2 separate regions of the Pan troglodytes genome follow, and region 2 is linked to region 1. Evidence: chromatin contacts called from public Hi-C data. All regions are on one chromosome and are shown on one strand. Each heading gives the region's core, a stretch centred on a gene start, on an enhancer-like site or on the middle of the called end of the contact. The rest is flanking DNA. Distances are from core to core; before and after follow the strand shown.

Region 1 (4,975 bases), core at 1,960-4,459:
AGAGTCAGCAGGGGAGCAGATAGGCGATAGCAGGCCTTTCATTTCTCTCCTGGCTGTTTTAAAGGATTGGCAGGGGCTGCTTTCTTCCAGGGGTGAGGCGATGTGTCACAATTCACAAAGAAAAATGATCGTCAATTTGTGCCCTGCTCCTGGGTTAATGCGAGGAGGCGGACTGTGGTAACTATTGTTATTAGTATCCGGTTAGGGCAAGGAGTGGAGGGTGGCATGAGGCAGCTGCCTTGGGTGTGGTTAACCAAAGAAACTTAGTTGATTAGCTGACATCTAATCAATTAATATCACAGGTTCACGTTCCTCATGCATTGGGTAAGAAAACTTGTGAAGGCTGTGGAGGCGTGACAAAATATGGCAGCAGTACTCTCTATACCAACTTGCTTTGGCATTACAGTACGATTTTCTTCAAATTCAACTGCTGCAGCAAAGCTAATAGGTGATGAAGCTGAAACAGACACAAAATGGTTCACTCTGGCTCTTGTGTTTTCATTTGATGACAGTTTCATAAAATATAAAAACTCATCCACCCAAAAAGGATTTTAAAAATTTTTTGTAACTGAGGCATAATCTAGGTGCAATAAAATTCATCTATGGTTGTGGGTGCCTGTAATCCCAGCTACACAGGAGGATGAGGTAGGGGGATTGCTTGAGCCCAGGAGTTCAAGTCTAGCCTGGGCAACACAGTGAGACCATGTGTCTACAAAAAAAAAAAAAAAAAAAAAAAAAAAAAAAAAAAAAATCCATCTGTTCGAAGTGTGCAATTTCATGAGTTTTGACAAACATGTGCCTTTGTGTAATTATCACTACAGCCACGTTCAGAACATTTCCACCTACCCCAAAAGAGTTTTCTCCTGCCCTTTGCAGCCAATTCTCTTTCCCAACCCCAAGTCCCAGCCCCAGACAACCACTGATTTGATTTTAGTCATTATGATTTTGCCTTCTCTAGAATTTTATACAAATGGAATCACACAGGATACAGCCTTTTCATTCTGGCCCCTTTCAGCTCGTGCTTTCAAGATTCTTCTGTGTTGTTGCATTTTCAGTGATCGGTTCCTATTGCCTGCTGCGTTGTGTTCCGTTGTATGAACGTACCACAGATTGTTTACCTGCTTGCTAGCTGAGGACATTTGGTCTGTTTCCAGTTTGGGGTTATTGTGAATAAAGTGGGTATGAACATTTAGGTACAAGTCTTTATAGGTACATGTGTTCATTTCCCTTGTCAATCTTCCCTTCTGTTATCAAATAGGAAAATAAATAAAATCAGTCTCTTTGTCTGATCATCCCACTGGTGACAGAGTGTCTGTTGACCTAGCTGAGTTATGGGAACCAGTATAATTCTATATGTTTCCGAACGTGGCAACGGGGAAAGAAAAGTGGTGAAGGAATGAGAGTTACAGCTGCCACCTCTCAAGGAGGTATTCAACAGAGACCCTGGAGTTCCAGATAGTCTTCCTGTGTTCGTGACTGTGTATGATGTGGTCAAATTTGAAATCAGTGTGTAAAGCTTGTATAATTTCCAAAACAATAGAACTCCATTAAGCACAAAACTCAAAACTTTCTTTGAATAGCTTATAATCTAAAAAGTCTAGTGATTATAAAGCTACACACATATCAAACGGAAGTACAAAAAGTGAGAAGATGGCCGGGCGCAGTGGCTCATGCCTGTAATCCCATCACTTTGTGAGGCAGACGGGGGCGGATCACCTGAGGTCAGGAGTTCGAGACCAGCTGGTCCAACATGGTGAAACCCCGTCTCTACTAAAAATACAAAAAATTAGTTGGCATGGTGGTGGGTGCCCATATTTCCAGCTACTCAGGAGGCTAAGGTAGGAGAATCACTTGAACCCAGGAGGTAGATGTTGCAGTGAGCCGAGATCATACCACTGCACTCCAGCCTGGACGACAAAGTGAGATTCTGTCTCAAAAAAAAAAAAAAAAAAAAAGAAGAAATAAAGCTGAGGCACTTCATTGGAGCTTCATTAAAATAACATTTCTGAAGACCTTGGGGAATGGACTACCAGACACTGACAGGAAAGCAATGAGATGCTTTCCCAAAAAAAGCCTATAGAAGTTAAAGGACAGAATGGTCCATTTTTGTATTCTGAAGCTACCATTCGAATAACAAATTGGCTCCGTTTGTGTGTCAAAACACATGGCAAACTGCCTTGCTTTGCTGAATTGACTCTTAAAAAGCCAAGCCATGTTCTTTCGGCTTTATACAGCAGCAACGTGAAAGGCTGTGAAGCTGTGACAGTGCCTGGGTGGATGCCCTGTGGAGGAGACTGGGAGGCAGCTGATTCTCCTATTGCTCTTTGTGGGCCCACTAGTTGGCCTTCATAAAAATGACCTTTGTGCCAGCAGCAATCATGTCTTTCACTCCTCCCAAAACTAGAAAGGCACAGAAACAAGAAACCCTTCTAAGCATGCATTTTTAAGCCAAAGCTTCATTTTCAAGAACACCTGAAACCCAAATGATTCTGCTTGCATTCTGTCTCCTTAGCTCCTTTGTCAGGGTCCTGACCTTAACTTTGCTATTATACAGTTTGGAATTTCTGGAGCCCAGGTTTACCCTGAGGGAAAATAAGAAAACAAATAAGCTTTAAAAAAATTTTTTTTGACCTAACCCTACATCCTAAGGTCACCACTGAAATACATCAGACTCAAAATCTACAAGGTCTTAAGGTCAAGCTCACAGGAAAGTCAGGAAAACTAGAAGCTGTGAAGGACATAGATCTGCTGAATATATTAAGCTCGCATATGTCTGTGTGTGTCTGTGTTTTCTAATCCTCTAAGGTAAATTTATACCAATCCATACAGGTGTACTCTTTTCTGTTTATTATTCCCAATTGTGTAATGGAGGTTAATGTCATACAAAGGGGAAAAAAAAGTCTGGAGTTTGACAGGCACTCCCCCTATTTTGTTTTAAGGAGAAACAAAGAAAATGAAAACTTGTTCTTTGGGCCAGGATTTCTTGCTCCCTAATTCTACCCAGACTGGATCGTCTTAAATCTGATTTGGGATTTGAGCATTATTTGGATTAGCTCATTAGTGGGGCACCATTCTGACAAGCCACTAATCTGGGGCACTGGTGCACAGCACCATGACAGTATTATGCTGAAAATGAGAAATCTAACGAGATTAGACAGATCCTAGTGCAAATGGTCTAAAGGTATTTTGCATGGAGATCCATGAGCTGGGGAATGCAGGAGGCAGGCAGATGGAGGCATCAGACTCAGCTGAGCTAGAACGCAGCAGCTGCAACACCCACAGTGATTTTCTGCTGAAAGGCAGCAATGTCACACCTTTTCTAAGCAGGTTCTGTGGAATATCAAGCAATTGTCGAGACTAAAAAGTAATAATAATAATAAATAATTAGTTGGTGGACAGGGGGCAGTGGGAGGAGCTATGAACAGAGAGGGAATTTTATTGTAAGACTCGCATGCAGTTTCGTGTCCCTGTCGTGGGAGCAGGAACAAGTTACAGGGTAAGAACTAATTGGCAGCTGGGACCAGCAACCTGTTATGTTCTAAAGTTACTTGCCCAGTACTGGTTGTAGAGAAAAGCTCCACTGTTGCTTTTTCCTCTGGTACAGTTATTTTCTTTCCTCCCATTAACCTGTGATTTTAGTTGTTTTTAAGCTGAACCAAACATACTGGTTCCCTTTTGCTTAGAATGGGGCTGTTGCTAAGATCAGAAAATGCTGAACTCCAACAATGCATGATTTATAATGTCCAGATGTGGCTATGGGGCAGCAGACAACACACAGTGGAAGGGGACTTTGTGTCTCCCCCATCCCTTTCCCTCCTCGTTCACTCAAAGAGGAAACAAAAGTTTCCATGGCATTTTCTTGCATGTAAGTGGAAAATCAAGCCATTAGCAGAGCCCAGGAGTTGGCCCCCTGGGATGTAAATCCTTCTTCATATTGTGCTCGTCTGCCACCTCGTGGTGACTTTTAGGACTCCATGAAAGACCCGCTTGTTAATATAGCTCCCCCACCCCATTTAGTGCCCCTCCTAGAAGAAGCCTAGAAGAAAATTCAGTCTCAATCCACTGTATGAATCATCTTTAAAATGAGCATGTGCAAGACAAAAGCAAATGCATTTCAGTACATGTTCATTACATACAAAATCAAGCACATGGCTTCTTTTGTATTCTTCCTTGCCAGGCAGTGAACGAGCATTTTGACTTAAAAGTCAAGAATTATCATCTAAGTATTTAGAACTGAATTCAAGACAGAATTCTACTTCCTCATTTTACCTTTTCACATGTGTTTAGGGATTTAGAAGAGAAACTCAGCCAGAAACTAATGGATGATACATTTTAATGGAGTGCCTCTGTTTGTTTTAAGTATCTTAATCAAGTGTGGATGAAGACCTTAAGGGGTATTGGAATAATTCAAGAATGCTGGTCCCAACATAAGAAGGTGAAGCAAAGTCATCACAGACATATTCCTAGTGTCATAGAATCATTAAACTGTCTAAAGCTGAGAAAAGGATTCCAATGAAGAGAGAGTAAAAAAAAATTCCCTGAGAAATGTATCTTCCTAAACACATTTTAACCCTCCCTGCCAGAAACAAAAGGCAAGTCCAAAACAGTTGTCAGAGTTCAGAGTCTGAAAAAACAGAGTTCTAAGAATCACTGGGAGATGATTTGGGGCACTATTCTAAATGTTACTCTTGTAAACCAAGCATGAATTATCTGTAAGGTTTCAAGTATCCTAAGCCAAAAAGAAAGCTGAAAAAGGTGGACTACTCCACATTTTTGGTGATATAGAGAGGAATGGTTCATGCTTCAAAAGACTATTCTAAACATAATTGCTTACAAGAACTTAGGCAGCAAGGAAAATAGAGGTTTTTAAGTTTTCCCTTTGGACAAAATCCATTGTAGATTTTTGCTTTTTTGCTTTTTCTTCTTGAGATTCATGAAAACCCTTTGTCATTCAACTGTAGCTGAGCAGTAATCT
Region 2 (4,571 bases), core at 536-3,035, 280 kb before region 1:
CTGTATAATAATTCTTCATGGAGGCAAAGAAGGTGCAAGTATTTTCTTAAACCCCTAAGCTATACACTTGTAAGAAACAATTACTTTTATGCTTTGGATAACCGACAAGAAGTTAAAAGAAATTAAAACTTACGTTTTTCCATCACTAGATTGGCCAACCCACTATTTTAGTCACATGGCATGAGACCAAATATTAAGAGAACCATTGGCCGCTAAAACAAGAATTTGTGACTTGCCCTGTTTGAGGAGCATTTGGGACATACAAAATGTTCCATGTGAAGATTCAAAAAATTAAAAGGTTATTCAATGCTTTCATTTAGAAGTTTCACTGAGGAAGTCCCAGAGGCCCAATGTTACCCAAATACTTGGCATAAGTTCTAGTGCCAGATATTTTCTCAACAAGTATTGCACACTTAAAAAAAAATTGTCACTTAATGTATACTTGTTCCTGACTTCAGCTACAGAGCTAGGAACGTCTTTCTCATTTTAATAGTCACTCAGGACCTGACAACAGCCCACACACATAGTAAATGGTCATAGAATCTGTGACATTAAACTGAAAACACTCAAAATGTAGACAGGTTGGCTAAGCAAACAGCATGCTCCCACCTGTGTTCCTGCCCAAGTCACTGAGACAGGGCAGCTCACAAGGCTGAAACTCCAAAGGCCCCATCAGTTGTAACTTCCGAGTATGTGTCACTTGCACAATCAACTTTCTAACTCCAAGGAGCCTAAGTGAGGCGGGCCTTAATGGGTCAAAAATCACACTTAGGTGAGCAGCACCTTTTAAGACGTTCCCTCAAACAAGTTCTAAACCAGTGGTTCTCAAACTTCAGTGGGCACTCCAATCACCTGAGCAGATCCTGAGTCGGTGGGTTTGGGGAACTGCCCATATTGGGCAGTTCTAAGAAGCTCCCAAGAGATTCCAATGCTGCAGGTCCACTCACGACCCTCGGAGCTCAAGGCCCACAAACACCCAAAGACACCCACATCACTGATATTAGCAATAGACAACAGCTGCAGCTACAGGCAGTGCCCCATAATCCCCTGGGTTTTCTGCATCCCCTGAGTGTCGCCACCGGGTCGCACCTGGCAGGTGCCTTGGCTGCAGCCGCGCCCCCCTCCTCCGCGCCGCGCTCACCTTCTCCCGGGTCTTCAGGTACCGCTGCAGCGCCTGCTGGGTGAGCTCGCCGACGCGCAGCTGGCCCTCCTTGCAGGGCACCACGATGCCCGTCCTGCCGAAGCACACGGTCACTTTCATCCTGGCCCCCGGCGACCACGCCGGGCCGGGCCGAACAGGTGTCTGACCCCGCGGGCGCAGCCCCCACTCTCGGAGAACGCCCGGGGCGGGTGGGCCCGGAGACCCGGGGCGCCGCTCCCCGGAACACCCTGAGGCCCGGAGGCTCGCGGCAGCGCCCCTTCCACCTGGCCAGGCGGCAGGTGGCGGGAATCGGGGAGGGGCGGCCGCGGAAAGGGGTTACCTCCCAGGTGCCCGGCGCCCCGGGACGCGGCAGCTCCGCGGCCCGGCTCCTCCTCCTCCTCCTCCCGCTCCTATTCCTGCCCGGCCCAGGCGGCTGCTCCGCGCCCACCAAAGCGAAACTGCCGGCCCTGCCCTGTCGCTGGCCCTGGCCCTGGCCCTGGCCCTGGCGGCGTTGGCAGGGCCGGCCCCAAGCCCGGGGCTGGAGTGGGCGGCGGCGGCGGCGGCGCACGGGGCCAGAGTTGGGAGGAAACTTTTGCGCCGGCTCCCAACTCCTCTGCGGCGCCCGCGCTCTGGGCTCCCGCGGTCCCGGGGACGGCCTGGGCCCGGCTCTTAAAGGGGCCGCGGCGCTCCCGGGCCCCGCCGCACGCTGGGCGACGACGTGCCCCGGCCCTGCGGGCCAGTAACTGGAGCCCGGGAGTCTCGTCTCGTCACCTGGGTCTCTCCCTGGCTCTCTCCCTCTCGCACGCATGCACACGGAGCTCTGGGGAGTTGTAAGGGGACCCGAGGGCTACACGCTCGAGGATTGAAACCGGATCTCAGAAAGAACACCCGAGGGAAGAGCGAGGAGACTGCAGAGCTGCGCCCTTCACAGGAGGGGACTGCAGCAAGATGCAAAAGGAGCCCAGGAGCAGGTGCTTCTAGTCACGCCCACCAAAAACACCCAAGGGGCGAGGCTGCCGGGTGCTGAGATGCAGGAGTGCCCCGAGGGCCTGTTAGGAACTCGCCTTAAGCACAGCCCTTGCCGCTGCCCTCAGGAGCCCTGCGATAGCAGAGCTGAAGCGAACCTTGGAGAGAACGCGCCAGTGGAAACTTTTCCTTTTACAGACCCTCGAGGACACTGAGTATTTGGCCAAAGGTCACACCCAAGACCCAGATATGATCGCGTGTGTTGACGCATAGCCTTCTGGAATGCGACTACCGTTGTGCATTTTATTAGGAAAAAAAAAAGTTAACACCCTTAGGCTCATGATTTGGCAGGTGTGTATCCATCACCAATTGAAATGGGAATATGTGGGGGAAACCAACAAACTACATTAGTTTCATTCTTAGCTCTCATGTAAATGAGCTCCTTTGAGCTTAACAACTACCCTGTAGGTAGATATTATTCTTCGCATCTTGTGCATCAAGAATGGTGCTCGGAGAGGTCAAGAGACTGAGCAGACCATGGTGTTAGTTCTGTTGAAAAGAACTCAGGTCTTCTGAGCTCAATCTCTGGTCTCTCCCTGCAGTTTTCTTAGCCATCCAGTTCATCCAGCAAGACCCTCAGGGCTGCATCATGTGTTTCTCTACAGAAGGATGTGCTCCTATGTGGACACACTTAAATTGAACGTGAATTGCCTAGGATGGTATGATAATGCAGAGGAGATTAAATTCATGGGTTTCAAGAGGTTTTTTAGAAAAATAAATTTTAGCTCATTCATAAATTCAGTAAGTATATATTGGTTGTCTTCTATGTATAGAAAGTCAGTGGCAAACCAAGAGGATCATGTAAACCAAGTCCATTGTAATTTGGTTGTAAATCCAATACAAACTAATTTACATTTAAATAAACCAAAGGCAGAATTGATCACCTCATAAAATCAGAAGATCCAGAGGGCACTCCATTGAGGCAAGGTTGAAAGCAGGAACTCAAACTATGTCCTCAGGGGCCAGCTAGCTTTGTCCAGCTCTTAGCTCTATCTGTTCCTCAGTGTGGTCTCCATTCTCAGGCCAGCTCTCTTCAAAGGAGACAATATATCCTCTTTTTAGAGATGAGGAGCTGAGGCCAAAGGAGGTTAAATGATTTAGTTAAAATCTCATTCTTAGAAAGTAGCAGAGGCTGGCTTAAAACCCAGGTCATCTGATTCCAGAGTCTTCATCGTAACTGCTGTGCTGTTTCTTACATGAGAAGTACCAATGAGTGAATCAAACAAACAAATAGATACTGATGCCATGCATTAATGTGTGGCCCTCACTTTTAATATTCGGTATTTCATGGACCTATAGAATGGTACAGAGCAAAGATTTTCCACTGAGGAAATAACTTTGCATGTTGCCATCCTTCCTACATCATGGCTTTTTGCTTTACAGTTGCTCCAGACTCATTTTCTGCTGCTTGGGTCATGAATAGCTCCTCCTCTTCGCCACAAATTCCCTCTTAGCCCAGGTTTAGCTCCTTCCCAATATCTAGAACCTCCCACCCAAAGTCCTGGCTTTGAGAATCCCCAAGTGAACCATAAAGAACACTCCGGCTTTCCCAATTCCACTTGGGAAGTTGGAATCGGGACCTAGGGGATGCAGCAGAGGCCATGCCATTGTGAGATGAAGGAAGAGATGACTCTAGACAAGGATGTGAACAGTGCATTGTGCAATCCTGCACACCATGGGGTGACCTTTTATAGCCCTAAGTTAGTATGAAGAGTTTAGTGTTTACATTTCATGTTTATTAAATAGCCAGGTTTAATTTGTTATTCAGCCTCATCACAGCATATATAGAAACAATTTACCATATATTATCAAGGGATTAAAAAAAAGAACACAACTGCAACACACAGTCATTCATGCCCAGCAAATTCCTAAATCAATATTTCATGCCCCATGGGACCTCCTGGGCAGAAGACAATAAATAATTTGCCTTGATTGAGTAACACTAGAGGATGCCAAGCCTGGGTTCCATTTTCTTGTTTTGCCTGCTCGGTAGATAAATATGCCTGTGATGTGATATTTTTCCATTTGTTATCTGACAGCTTAGCAAGTACTGGAGTAGCCAGTAAAGAAGTGTTATACAGAGAAAGAACAATAATCCTGACCAATATTATTAAACCACCCTGCCTTGCGGAAGTATAACTAAAATGTCAGGTACTATCAGGTATACATTGAATGAAGAATGATAATATTTAATCTATAGTTGACCAGTAATTGAGTCTCATGTTTTGCACTGTTAAACAAAATATTTTTACCTTTCAAGGAATTATTTATAGCAAGTACTATTTATCACAAAAAAAATTGAATCAATTTTACTAATTAAATTAACTTATTTCTGAAACCCTTGGAGCATTAGTATAAAAGATCACATTCTTTGCTTCCTTCCGAAAGCAGGTGCAAGAATGAT

Evidence for each region. Hi-C and Micro-C count contacts between places; a contact is called where the count stands out from the background.
Region 2: a contact with region 1 is called in a Hi-C map of stem cell-derived neural progenitor cells, with 2.8 times the contacts expected there. The contact joins the promoter of PARD3B here to the enhancer-like site in region 1. A contact is called at or near these places in 1 of 7 Hi-C or Micro-C datasets (stem cell-derived neural progenitor cells) and 1 of 1 other capture datasets (stem cell-derived neural stem cells).

What each region holds. Positions count from the first base shown.
Region 1 is chr13:106,488,180-106,493,154 of NHGRI_mPanTro3-v2.0_pri, reverse strand. No RefSeq gene overlaps it. Among named protein-coding and RNA genes, the nearest start is that of PARD3B, 280 kb to the left of the region's middle. Within about 2 kb of position 3,209, at least 7 of the 24 cell types and tissues checked have an H3K27ac peak or open chromatin away from gene starts, as enhancers often do. A contact at or near this core is called in stem cell-derived neural progenitor cells, where this site is marked.
Region 2 is chr13:106,771,866-106,776,436 of NHGRI_mPanTro3-v2.0_pri, reverse strand. PARD3B (par-3 family cell polarity regulator beta) reads right to left here and starts at 1,785. Exons shown (of 22, transcript XM_009444085.4): 1 at 1,142-1,785. The coding sequence starts at 1,261.